2 separate regions of the Sus scrofa genome follow, and region 2 is linked to region 1. The links are chromatin contacts, called in public Hi-C maps. All regions are on one chromosome and are shown on one strand. Each heading gives the region's core, a stretch centred on a gene start, on an enhancer-like site or on the middle of the called end of the contact. The rest is flanking DNA. Distances are from core to core; before and after follow the strand shown.

Region 1 (6,851 bases), core at 2,096-4,595:
GAGCAATTTGGGGTTCTTTGTACCTTATATAATTATATACTACTCTTTCAAAATCCCTTGTTTCAAAATGTCGTAACCACATGAGGTATAATTGCCAATTGTCTCCTGATACATATTTTCCTCTATAATGAAATACTATTTTTTTTTCATAGCCTATTGGAATAATGTTTTATAGCTAGGTATAGTGAGGAGACTAACTTCCAGCCAGATAAAGCAGAAATGAAGAGTGTGATTCCAAGAAGTTTTCTTAAAGGGAGAAAATGAACTCTCTTTTGTTCTTTTTTGCCTGGAAAGCAGACACAGTGGTTGGAGCTTTAGCAGCCATCTCAGGCCATGCAGTGATAACATATGTTGAGGATGGCAGAGCAACAAAATAGAAGAATCCTAATTCCTTGATGTTGTAGTGTTTTGTTTTGTTTTCTGAACAGGGACAGATAGTAAATATTTTCAGCTTTGTACACCTACGGTCTCTGTCACAAGTAGTCCTTATGGCCATATTTATCGAACAGAGTGAAAATGGCCATAGATAATATGCAATGAATGAGATCCAATATGTGGCAATATAAGTTCCAATAAAACTTTATTTATAGGCACTGAAATTGAATCATAATTTTCATGTCACAAAATAGTTTACTCTTTTTTGGGGGGAGGAAGGCCACACCCATGGCATGTGGAAGTTCCTGGGCCAAGAACTGAACCCATGCTGCAGCAGTGAACCAAGCCATTGCAGTGACACCGCCAGATCCTTAACCCATTGTGCCACAAGAGAACTCCAGCATACTTTTTTTTTGTCTTTTTAGGGCCACACCCTCGACATATGGAGGTTCCCAGGCCAGGGGGTCGAATCGGAGCTGTAGCCACTGGCCTGCACCACAGCCACAGCAACGCAGTATCAGAGCTGCATCTACGACCTGCACCACAGCTCACGGCAACACTGGGTCCTAAACCCACTGAGCGAGGCCAGGGATCAAACCTGCGTCCTCGTGGATGCTAGTCAGATTCATTTCCACTGAACCATGACGGGAACTCTCTTCAGTATACTTTTCTTATTAAGTGGTTTTGTCAACCATTTAAAAATATAAAAGCAATTCTTAGTGCATGGGCTATATAAGCACAGGCAATAGTCCAGCGCTGGTGGAGGCATGGTTTGCCAGCCCTTGCTATAGCACTCTACAGTCCCAGATTGCTTATCTTTAGGCTTTGTTTATAAGAGAGAGACTTTTATGTTGTTTCTGGGAGATGAAGTTTGCTGTGACTCGCCAGAGCTAAGTCCTGATAATAAGTAGATGGCATAGCCCCACAGTGCCACACACACACATAATCCATAACAGTCCTGTTCCAGTTCCAAGGAGGCTCCCCTCTTCAGGACTTCACCTGACAGCACACTTGCTGGATGCTGGGCTTCCTCTTCCTTCTTGTCCTATTCCCCCCACCCTTTTTTTTTTTTTTTTTTTTTTTTTAGGGCCACACCTGAGGCATATCAAAGTTTCCTGGCTAGGGATCGAATCAGAGCTGCAGCTGCTGGCCTATACCACAACCACAGCAACGCAGGGCCTGAGCTGTGTCTACCACCTACACCACAGCTCACAGCAACGCCGGATCCTTAACCCACTGAGCGAGGCCAGGGATTGAACCTACATCCTCATGGATCCTAGTTGTTTGTTAACCGCTGAGCTGTTTCAACTCACTGGACTTGCTGTGGGAGCACTTCGGTTATAATCGCTTGTGCAGAGACCTGTGTCAGGGTCTGCTTCTGGCAACTCCAATCTAAGTCTGCGGTAATTGTCATTGCTCAAGGAGCCTTTTCTTCAGGATTTGATGAAATACTGGTAGCCACCTGCTCCTTTTATAAATATAACCCTGGTGTTCCAGGCATAACTCTTTCACCATGTAGCATAACAGATGAGAGCAGGGGCTCTGACGTCAGCCTGCTTGCACTAAAATCCTGCTTAGCCTTTCTGAGCCTCAAGACTCCTCATCTGTAAAATGGAGCCAATAATAACACAATAAATATTCCATAAATGTTAATTATTATTAATGCCAATATTAATAGGTTGTCCAGGCACTTGGACATCCCACTACTACTTGAGAATTCCAACACAGCATTTTCTTTGTAAATAATAGAGAATCAGTGCAGTCTGCTCTGTGTGAGGCTGAAGAGTCAATAAATAAGGTTTTCTTTGTAGGTAATATTTGAAGATCAGGGTTTCTAATTAAGTCTGAGTAAGGGACACATCCTGCTTTAAAACTTCAGCAATAAATTAGACAAATGGCTGTGCTATGAAACCAGCACGCCTGGGCCAGAATCCTGACGTGGCCGCTCACTGGTGCACTGGAGATGTTGTTATTGATTTACCCAACAGGGTTGCCAGTACTTATCCCATGTGGTAATTGTGAAGATTAAGCAAAACTGTGCACATAGAGCACTTAGCTACTCCCTATAATTTCATATGTGCCAGGTACTGTGCTATTATTATCCCTAACATGATGTCACAGACAAGAAGTGGAGAGATTCCAAACATGACTCGGGTACACTTGCCCTGAGGACAAATGTGGCCATTGTGTCAATTCCTAGAAGACTTTTTGGAGATAATCACCTGGTTCTTTCCTTGGCCACTGGATTCAACCTTCTTGGATCAGTTTGCTCGAAAGCAACCCTCCCCATGAACGAGAGGGAAAATGAGCAGCTCCCGTGCTGCTCTGAGTAGGAAAAGCACAAGTCCTTTGACATATTCTCCTGTGCTTGTTCCCATCACGTCTCCATTTTAACTGCATCGCCAGCCTCAGTGCTGTGTAGGTGTCACTGCTTGGCAGGTTTTAAGTGCCAATATTTGTGCATCTTCTCTGGGGGCCCTCCTAGTGGAGAGTGTGGAGTATCACAGAGCCCTGGCCTGAAGTGCAGGCTGTCAGAGCTCAGGAGAAAACAAATTCTTTCTGTATGAACTATGGGAGCCTTTTTGCTCTGCTTGGAGAGGGAGGAAAATGAAAAAAGGGAAAACCACATGCTCCAAGGGAGTCAATCAATATTTGCAGGCTTCCTGACTCACCGGCTTGGTCTGAACAAATAAGAACTCCCTACATTTAAATATTTAATAAATTATCAATAGTAGGATTGTATTTTCATGAGCTAGAGAGTTCTAATTTAGTGGAATAGATTTTTACTTCAAACTTTTTTTTTTTTTTTGCCACATTCAGCAATTGCTATCAGATACTGAATGTCTGTGGTCACACTCTCTTCCTGTTTATAAATGCGCTCTGTTTTCAGTGAGTCAGCGGTTTCTTGTTCTACATGGAGGTATAACGTCAGGCCAAGGAGGTTGAATGAACTTTGTGAATGCCCAGTGTGCGTGGGATTCTGAACCTCAGGCCTCAGGGTGTGTGTGAACACATACTCACACTGTATGTGGTCAGACACAAGCTGAAATAATTCTGCCTCCAGTGAGTTCAGTGGTTCCTCATCTGGTTTTGCTCTGAGCATTGTCAAAGATCACCAATGCTGGATACTAGTTAAAGAGGAAAGGACAAATTTTAATCAGTAATATACTATTGCAATAGGGAAAAGAGAGCATGAGTGAACTGAACTCAACTTTGATTGTACAGAGGTGACTAGATGTTTTAAGGGGAAAATGAGGTGGTGAGGAGCAGGAGTGGGGGGTGATGGACCAGGGTGTTGGGGTGGGGTGGGGGAGCGCTAGGTAGAATCAGGGAAGTGAAAACTACAAATGCTTGGTTGGTATAAATACAATTAGACCAGCAGTATCTGTTAGCTGCCAGTTATCGAAGTTAGAATTCTCTCCTCCCGCAAAGACTGGGAGACAGAGGCCCTATTCTTCCTGAGAATTACGTTTCCAGGGTGGCTTTCAGGTCCTTGAGAAAGACACTCCTGGGTTGTGAGGGATACATGTACACCTCAAAGAGACAGAGGAAGAGTTCACAACTGCAATCCCTTTTTAGTAAATGCTCTAAAAAGGGGGTGGTTGGGGCCTATCTTCATGTGCTGGCTGGAACAAACAGTAAATTCTTGAGTTTTCTCAAATAGGCTCTTTAACGGCAGTGAGGGTCACCTGCAGGTATGGCCCTAAGATGTTAGAAATCACGTGTGTCTGTCCAAGTCTTTTAGGCCAAGGCTAAGGCCTAGTTGGGAAGAGGCTCAGATGCCTGTCTGGAATCAGTTAAAGAGAAAATCTTTGCCTATAAACCAGGCTTCCTGTCACCCTCGGTGGCCTTTGAGCTACTAGCTGGGTTGGAACTTCCAATGTCTAATCTTATTAAAGAACGGTTGGGTTCTGGACTTTTCCCACCATGCTTCCCTCTCCAGCTGCAGCTGTGTTGCTTTGTCAGCCTGTGGATGGGGGCTTTTATTCCTTTCCCTTTATCCCCACTGGTAAGCCAACCACACACCTCCTTGAGAATTCTGTTTATTCTCCATCTTTTCCCTGGAAAAACCTTCCCTGATATCCAAGAGCTGGGTTACATCCCCACAATTTGTCATACTGTATTTTAGTGTCTATTTAAGCACCACTTTCCCCTAACCATACTGTTAGGCTCAGGAGGGCAGGGACTGGGTTCAGTTCATCCTTGTCCCCCCAGCACTTAGCAACAGTAAGTGCTTTGTAAGTGCTTTCTGAGCAAGTGAGTGGGTAATACTTGTCCTTTGATGCCTCCTTGCAGGACCCTGTTATCAGTGGGATTTGAGTCCCGGCTTCACCACTTACCTGGTGTTGGACCTTGCTTAATCACTCTGCACCTAATTCTTCTCACCTGTAGAATGGGTTGATGATAACATCCACTTCACTGGGTTGTTAGGATTCAATGAGTTACATGTGTACAGTGTTTAGAACAGAGCCTGGCACATGGCAATGCTCAGTATTATTATTATTATTATTTTTTTTTTTTTGTCTTTTCTAGGGCCGCACCCACAGCATACGGAGGTTCCCAGGCTAGGGGTCTAATCAGAGCTGTAGCCGCTGGCCTATGCCACAGCCACAGCAACTTGGGATCCAAGCCATGTCTGCAACCTACACCACAGCTCACGGCAATGCCAGATCCTTAACCCACTGAGCGAGTCCAGGGATCGAACCCGCAACCTCATGGTTTCTAGTCGGATTCATTAATCAATGAGCCATGATGGGAACTCCAATGCTCAGTATTATTGTTAAGTGTTATTATTGTTAAGTATTATTATGACTGTTGCTCATTCTAAGGGTGCAGTTCAATACTCTCTGCTGGTGGTTTGTTGAATAAAAGAGTAAACAAATCAATAAATGTCCAGCATCTCAGCTGACCCCTAGTCCTTGCTTCCTCTGCCCTCTGGGTAAAATTTCCACATTTACCTTTACTGCTTTTGTTTTCTGACTCAGAGAAGTAACCTAGAGGAAACTAGAACTTTCTCTCCCCTGTTTTACTGGCTGATGTTCCAACTTGAATAGATGCTGCATGGAGTAGCAGAAGGTGAAGAGCTGGTAACTGATCGGGACCCTGTGCTCATCCCCAACAGTTCCCTTCCCTATTGTCATTTCTCTGCCTCTTACAGACTCGGGCCTGGATTTCCTCACCTACTACATGCTCCTCAACCCACTCCAATCTGAAATCATGCACACAGGTATGCAAGCACGCACACACACACACACACACACTCTTACATCTCCCACAAAGCAGCTATACCACGGTTACCAGTGGCTCTGTGTCCTTTGAGCCTCAGCTCATCAGAGATGTGGCCACATCTCCCCTCTCAGCACGTTCTCCTTCCTCAGCTTCCATGACCTAAGCTTCTCCTGGTTTTCCTCCTGCCTCTTCTGTCTCCTCTGCAGGATTGGCCTTTCTTACTCAACAGGTAAGTGCACGGGCTCACCTCTCCCTCCATGCTGTCTCCTAGGACACCTCACTCATGCCCAAGGCTTCGAATACCCACAACTGGCACACTACCTCCTTCTGCCTTAAGTGCATCTCACATCTTCCAGTTTTGTCAAATGCCACCTCATCAGAGAGATCTCCCCTGACCACCAAAACGAAAATAACCTCATACCCCTTATCACCTTCCTTAATTTTTTTGTAGCACATTACCATCTGAAATAGTCTATATTTATTATCTATTCCATCCTTGCCAGAGGGTAAGCTCTACGAGACTTTGTGGCAGATACTAGCCTAGGTATCAGAGACCCAGTAGTGAAAAAAGCATATTAAGTTCTCAATGAGCTTTTGATCAAATGTGTGGTTGGCATATAGGTTTCCAGCTAGAATTCTCTGCTGAGCTCCAGAACATAATAAACTGCTGATGTGACAGCTCCTCCTGGATGTCTCTAAAGCATCTCAAACTCAGTGTCTCTAGATCAGTACTGCCCACTAGAGCTTTCTATGATGATGGAGATATTCTATATCTGCATTGTAGAATATGGTACCCACTGACCGTGTGACTACTGAGCACTTGAGATGTAGCAGTTGCAATAAAGAAGCTGATTTTTTAATTTTATAAACTAAATTTACTTTTATTTGTTGTTATTATTATTATTTTTTTAGGGATGCACCCATGGCATATGGAGGTTCCCAGGCTAGAGGTTCAATTGGAGCTATAGCAGCTGGCCTATAGCACAGCCACAGCAACACCAGATCCAAGCCACATCTGCGACCTACACCATAGCTCACGGCAATTCTGGATCGTTAACCCATTGAGCAGGGCCAGGGATCCAACCTGCATCCTCATGGATGTCAGATTAGTTTCTGCTGAGCCACAGTGGGAACTCCAAACTAAATTTAGTTTAAATAGCCATGTGTGGTGGGGGCTACCACATAAAGCAGCGTAGTCCTTACCTGAACTGATGATCTTCCTCCTGAAACCTGGTCCAGTGGCTTCT
Region 2 (6,348 bases), core at 2,416-4,915, 100 kb after region 1:
CAGAACTTTCAAGTCAGAGAATGAGTTTATTAATTAGATAAATAAATGAATAAACTCATAAAGCGCTAGTGTCAAATGACCACATCCATCAAAACTGGAAAATTGTGCCCTTCCTGACCTGGATCGAGACTATACAAGGGAAAAGGTAGGAGTAAAGGAAATGGCCCCGGCCCTCAGGTCCTCTCCATTTTTTTTTCTAGACAGAAACACTCTGGCTTCAGGGATGGGGAAGAGGTCTGAGCAAAGTGCCTGAGCAAGCTCCAGGTTCCCAGCAAGCTGTATTTCCTTAATTCTAAGGGAAGACATAGACAAAGTCTAGCGTACACTTTTTCCTCCTCACAATTTAATATTCTGAACATCTTAAATTGACAGGTACATTTAAACATAGTAAAGCTATTATTAAGTTGATAGTGCATCTTATAACTGACAGCACCTCAGAACTGAAAGCCAAGTCCACAATGGGCCTTTGATTCCTTTTCAAAAAAGAAGCCTGAGCATTCACTATTTGATTCCTTGGTCTTCCACACCCTCAGCCAACTCCGGCTCTTCACAGATGTCTTTCTAGATCCTGGTCCCTCCCCTGGATCTACCTCATCCTGCAGTCCTGCATCACACAGCAAAATGCCCAAATCCTCTGCTGAGGTTCCTGGGCAAACACCTAGGTGTCAATACAACTGCTGCACACCCATTCCTGCAGAAGCAAGAAGTGCAACAGCTCTGGAGCTTTCTTCTCACTAATAAGGCAGCCCTTGATCACAGGGATGCACTGAGAGAGCTTGAGTCAGTCCTGGGTAACAGGAAAGCCACAGAGCATGATGGCAGGACAATCAGACCAGGACACGCTCGGCACTCGGCTTTAAGTCCACACCTTCTCTGGTGAGCACTCTGGGCCGCAGTGCTCCTATCTACAACAAGGGTATTAAACACAGCAGTTCCTTTGTGTGTCCAGTACTCCACACGGCAATAAATGTAAACTTTCATAGCTGTGTTTAATGATAATTGACACCTACAATTCATCGCACTAGCCTACAGCCTACTCTCAGATCACTTGGCTGAGAATGAGTTTAATAGGTATTAATACAGTAAGAATAAGCGTGGGGAGAGGGAGAAAGGCAACTGAAAATAGAGGAGGCCCAGAAGGTTGACCAGCTAGATCATACCATCCCTAGGCCACCTGGATAAAGACCGTGAAATAAACTACAAAGAAAACTGACAAGTTCCAAAGGTCTAAACACCACTAATTTCTCACTTAAAATGTAGGGGCTAAATCATGAACTATGCTATAATATAATTAAAAGCAGTAAGAAGCCTATTCCCAGATTTAATTATTTTAGGCAATAAAAGAAACGGATTTTAAAAACTCCAGTGATGTTTAACAATGTAAAGTTTTCCACTTAGATTAGCCTCTGGTGGGCTCCTGGGTATGCCTACACAGTCATTTGGTCGACACTAGGGTGTCTTAGAAATTAAGGTCAAAGGCTGACTGTTCCTTGTTTCCTTGCTGTTTTCCTCACTTTTTTCCTGTCCCTCCCTGTCACCTGCCTGGCCACCACTCTCACCGAAGACCTTCTTTCTTTTTGTATCAACCTCTAGCCAGTATCATGGATGTCCTGCACCATGATGGTACAGAGCCTTTGCCACTTAGAAAATTATATTTAAGATTACCAGGTTAGACTAGCGCAAGCTCTAACCAAGAGAATGTCTTGGTGATAACTGATATTTATTTAAAACCAGTAGGAATATGTCAACTATATATATATTATATATATTATATATTATATAATACATATATAAATAGATATAAACATATATTAAACATATAAATTTAATATATAATGTATATTTTATCATATAATATATATTTTATATAAATATATTTTTATATTATATATAAATATATTTTTATCATATAATATATATTTTATATATATTTTATATAAATACAAGATACTTGTATATCTTATTATTTAACATTCTATATATAAATATACATTAAATAAACAAATTAAATATAAATATACTTATCAAAGATATATTACAAATATATATATAAGATATTCATATATCTTATTATTTAACATTAGAAACAACACAGAAGAAAATCAAATTGGTGGCTCTATGTTAGCAGGATAAATCTGAAAGCATGGAGCACTTACCTGAAGGATTTTATTAGCTGTAATTACTGGAGCCTCATCATTTACTGACTTGACAGTCACAAAAAGAGTTTGGGGCACACTCTGTTTTCCGAGCTCTGAGCTATTTGCAAAGATGGTAAAACTGTCAAGAAGGTCCTCACTATCATCATGAACATAGGAAATCAATCCATTTTCCACCTGTAACCAACAACATCAAAATGACCAAATCACTGAAATGCAATCTTAAAATATGAAAAAAAATGCTATGAAAGAAATCTTGATTTTTTTTTTTTTGCCATTTCTTGGGCTGCTCCAGCAGTATATGGACGTTCCCAGGCTAGGGGTCGAATCATCGGAGCTATAGCCACCGGCCTACACCAGAGCCACAGCAACACAGGATCCGAGCCGTGTCTGCAACCTACACCACAGCTCACGGCAGTGCCGGATCCTTAACCCACTGAGCAAGGCCAGGGATCGAACCTGCAACCTCATGGTTCCTAGTCGGATTCATTAACCACTGAGCCACGACGGGAACTCCAAAATCTTGATTTTTTAATATCACTCTAAAACACAGAAGCACGTGTTCATTTCAGGAAGTTTGATTCTGACAATCAGAGTGCAAATTATGAAGCGGTGCTGCATGCCAGAAATAAGTTTAATGAAGAACAAAGTAATGGAGCAATGTGGAGGAGTAAAGAAAATGCTGGACTGGTTACCAGAAAATTTGAATTCAAAAGGTATTTCTAACATTAAAATGTGTTAAGTGACATGCTCCACCCTTTATTCCAATGGGTTTTAACAACACCCATTAAAATTGAGACTCTACTTGTTTCTTTAGAGAGGTGAATTTTTGAGGTTGTAGATTATTTTGTTGGACAATTCAGAATGTTGGATTTAGGCTCTTAAGTTTCCATGCACTGGATGAATTTCTGCTCTTTGGAGACATATGGATCAGGGCAACTAATTAAGTTTCCTCAAACTAGTCCTTTCTGAACTAAGCTTGCATTTTTCCCTTAACTGTTCTTTGTATGCACGGTTACACTTGCCACCTCCTCTCCTGCTTCAGAATACAATCATTTTTTGGTGCATGTCTTAACAGATGTTACCCATAACTAGCTACTATATACCTCCCGAGGACAAAGTGTAATGATTGTATCCAACTTAGTCTATCAAGCAAGATTTCTCTCAATGTGATAACCACTATGCAAATGTTTATTTTTATCCCTGGTAAATTTCATCTAATTTTCATTCTAAAATGGTCATCCAATGAATCAGTTATTCCTCTTGGATTTGCAATAGCCACAGATTTGATCAGAATGCCTTCCTTGCCTTTAAGGCTCTGAGGGAAAAGTTGACGAGCTTTTCAGGATCAAAATCAGAAAGACCAGGAGAATTTTAAAGCTAGAAGGGAACTTGGCTTCAGTGAATCTGTGACCCAAAAATACAACAGCAGAGTACTTCCAAAGCCCAAGAGAAGTAGTTGAACTTCTAAAAAAGCCTCTGGGGTTGTGTTTGTTTTGATAAAATACAGCCAACATTTTTCACAGTTCAACTTTGCCCAGTCCTGTGGCGCATTTCCTTTGAGCAAAGACTTTTGATCTTTCAGAGGTGTTTCTGACAAGAGTTGAAAAGTTCATGAACAGTCTCAAGAGAAAGTTGTGGCCACTTGTACACAGGTGCATGAGAATTTCTTTGGAGTTCAATGGGAAGAGGAACTCCAGACCATCAGCCTGACCACTTGCTCCTAGAACACACTGCTTCAAGCTATTTGAAAGCAAATGTGGAAGATGGCATTTATCACAGAGCAGGAGAATTTTTAATCTAGTATGCTTTAGGAAGAGAGCATTTAAATAGAAGTCACCTTTTCAGAAGAAATACGTCCTGTCATTTCCTCAATGGAGTAGTACTCCCCCAGAGTACCATTTAAAATGTCAGCCAGTAGGTATTAGTCTAAAGGAAGCAAGAGGGTTTGGTGGGGATTTGTCCATTCCTAGTTCTAACACCAGAAAAACACCTGCTGACCTGAATCTAAAGTATATGACAAACTTGCAGAAAATCTTAAAATATTAAAGAGTGTTTGGTCCTCTCACGAACATGTGCAGGGACTGTCAGGTCCCTTCTCTGCTCGAATCCTCCCTCTCCCATTGCTTCCCATCACACTCTGGGGCAAAGGTAAAGTCAAAAGCCTTCCAAACTGGACCTCCCTAACCTCATCTACTGCCCCCACCTCCCCACCCCATATGAGCAGCTCCAGCCAGACGGAGTTTCTCCTGCTCCCCTCACAGAGCTGTTCGCTTGTTCTTCCCTTGGCCTGAATGAGCTTCCTTCTCCATATCCACTGAGCTCGCCATCCATCACCTACTCCAGGGGTCTGCTCAACACCCTCCCTCCAACCACCACACCATATTTGAAACTGAACTTCAACACACACACACACACACACACACACACACACACACACACACACACACGTCAAGTTCTCAGCACTTCCTATCTCCTTTTCCTGCTTTACTTTCTCCATACCACTAATCTTCATTCAACTACTTTATCTCTACAAATTCACTTCTTTCATTTATTCTCTCTCTCTGCCCCCATCTTTCCCCCACTAGGAAAAAAAGATCCATAAGGACAGGGATTATTGCTGGGTTAGCTCCCTGCTTTATCCCCAGTACTCAGAACTAATATACCAGACACATAATGGACACTCAAAAACTATAGCTGAATGAATGAAGGGCAAAAATGGTCAGGACTCTCCTTCTTTGAGTCACTATAGGCTATAACCACAAGTTGTGAGGTTCTTAGCGAAAATGATCATGTCTCAAAACCTAGAGACCTCGGGAGTCATAAAGCAAGATAAAACAGGAAGGGCTCACCTGAAAGAGTAGGAACACAAACTTGACCGTGAACAAGGATAACATGGGTGCTACAAGAACACACGAACTCAACACAGACTTCAACCAACCATGCTTAAAAAAACACTTCTTACAAAGCACAATCCATAATGAATTGGCCAAGGAGTTCCCGTTGCGGCTCAGCGGTTAACGAATCTGACTAGCATCCAGGAGGACGAAGATTCGGTCCCTGGCCTTGCTCAATGGGTTAAGGATCTGACGTTTCCATGAGCTGTGGTGTAGGTTGCAGATGTGGCTCGGATCCTGCATTGCTTATGGCTCTGGCGTCAGCAGCTGCAGCTCTGATTTGACCCCTAACCTAGGAACCTCCACATGCCCACGAGTGAGGCCCCAAAACAAAACAAAACAAAATAATGAATTGGCCAAGACAGAACCAAAATTTAGTGCTCAGTCTCTCACCCAGAGTCACAAGGTGAACAGATTTAAATTCTACTTACACGAGAGCAAGTGGTGATCTTGGATGGTCTGTCCAGCCTTTGAGAGGAAAACTATGATTAAGAGATGGCATGCTGTGTTAGCTCCGTGAGTGTTATACTTTGAGAGGGAGAGACAGTGTGAAGCTCTTCTAGAATTGAGCAGCCAGGACCATGCAAGGGCTAGAGACCCGCACATATAAGCAAAAGTTGGGAAAACAAGAGTTGGTTAACATAAAGAAGTTAAAATTTAAGGGAATTTGATATTTTTTTTTCTTTCAATATTTAAAGAGGTTTTTTTTTCGTTTGCTTTTGTTTTTTTTGTCTTTTTGCCGTTTCTTGGGCCGCTTCCTATAGCATATGGAGGTTCCCAGGCTAGGGGTCTAATCGGAGCTGTAGCCACCGGCCTATACCAGAGCCACAGCAACGCAGGATCCGAGCCGCGTCTGCAACCTACACCACAGCTCACGGCAACGCCGGATCCTTAACCTGCTGAGCAAGGCCAGGAATTGAACCCACAACCTCATGGTTCCTAGTTGGATTCGTTAACCACTGTGCCACGATGGGAACTCCTAAAGAGCTTTTATCAGAGGGGGAGCAATTTGTTCTGTGAGCTACTAAAGCCAGGACCTAGTTTCTAAATGGCAGCTCAGCATAGAGAACTTTCTATCAATTGAAGTGTTTTTAACCAGAAGGGCCCATCTCTGGAAGTAGTGAGTTCTCCATCACTGAAGATATTTAAGCAATGGCTGGATGACCTCTCTATGAGGTTACAATGGAAGGGCTTCCCTATGTGTTAGGAGATTTGACCAGATACCTTCTAAAGTCCCATCACTCCCACAAGTCCATGAATCTAAATGATCAAGAGCCAAGTTTTCTTCTCTTAAC

What was found. Hi-C and Micro-C count contacts between places; a contact is called where the count stands out from the background.
Region 2: a Hi-C map of liver shows a contact between it and region 1, with 1.8 times the contacts expected there. The contact joins two enhancer-like sites. A contact is called at or near these places in 8 of 47 Hi-C or Micro-C datasets (brain, embryonic fibroblasts, fetal heart ventricle and 3 more).

Annotation. Positions count from the first base shown.
Region 1 is chr16:33,987,901-33,994,751 of Sscrofa11.1, forward strand. LOC100737060 (chondroitin sulfate proteoglycan 4-like) reads right to left here. Exons shown (of 13, transcript XR_002339749.1): 12 at 6,808-6,851. Among named protein-coding and RNA genes, the nearest start is that of ESM1, 200 kb to the right of the region's middle. Within about 2 kb of position 3,346, at least 33 of the 83 cell types and tissues checked have an H3K27ac peak or open chromatin away from gene starts, as enhancers often do. A contact at or near this core is called in liver, where this site is marked.
Region 2 is chr16:34,088,141-34,094,488 of Sscrofa11.1, forward strand. LOC100737060 (chondroitin sulfate proteoglycan 4-like) reads right to left here. Exons shown (of 13, transcript XR_002339749.1): 5 at 2,157-2,333. Among named protein-coding and RNA genes, the nearest start is that of ESM1, 100 kb to the right of the region's middle. Within about 2 kb of position 3,666, at least 6 of the 83 cell types and tissues checked have an H3K27ac peak or open chromatin away from gene starts, as enhancers often do. A contact at or near this core is called in liver, where this site is marked.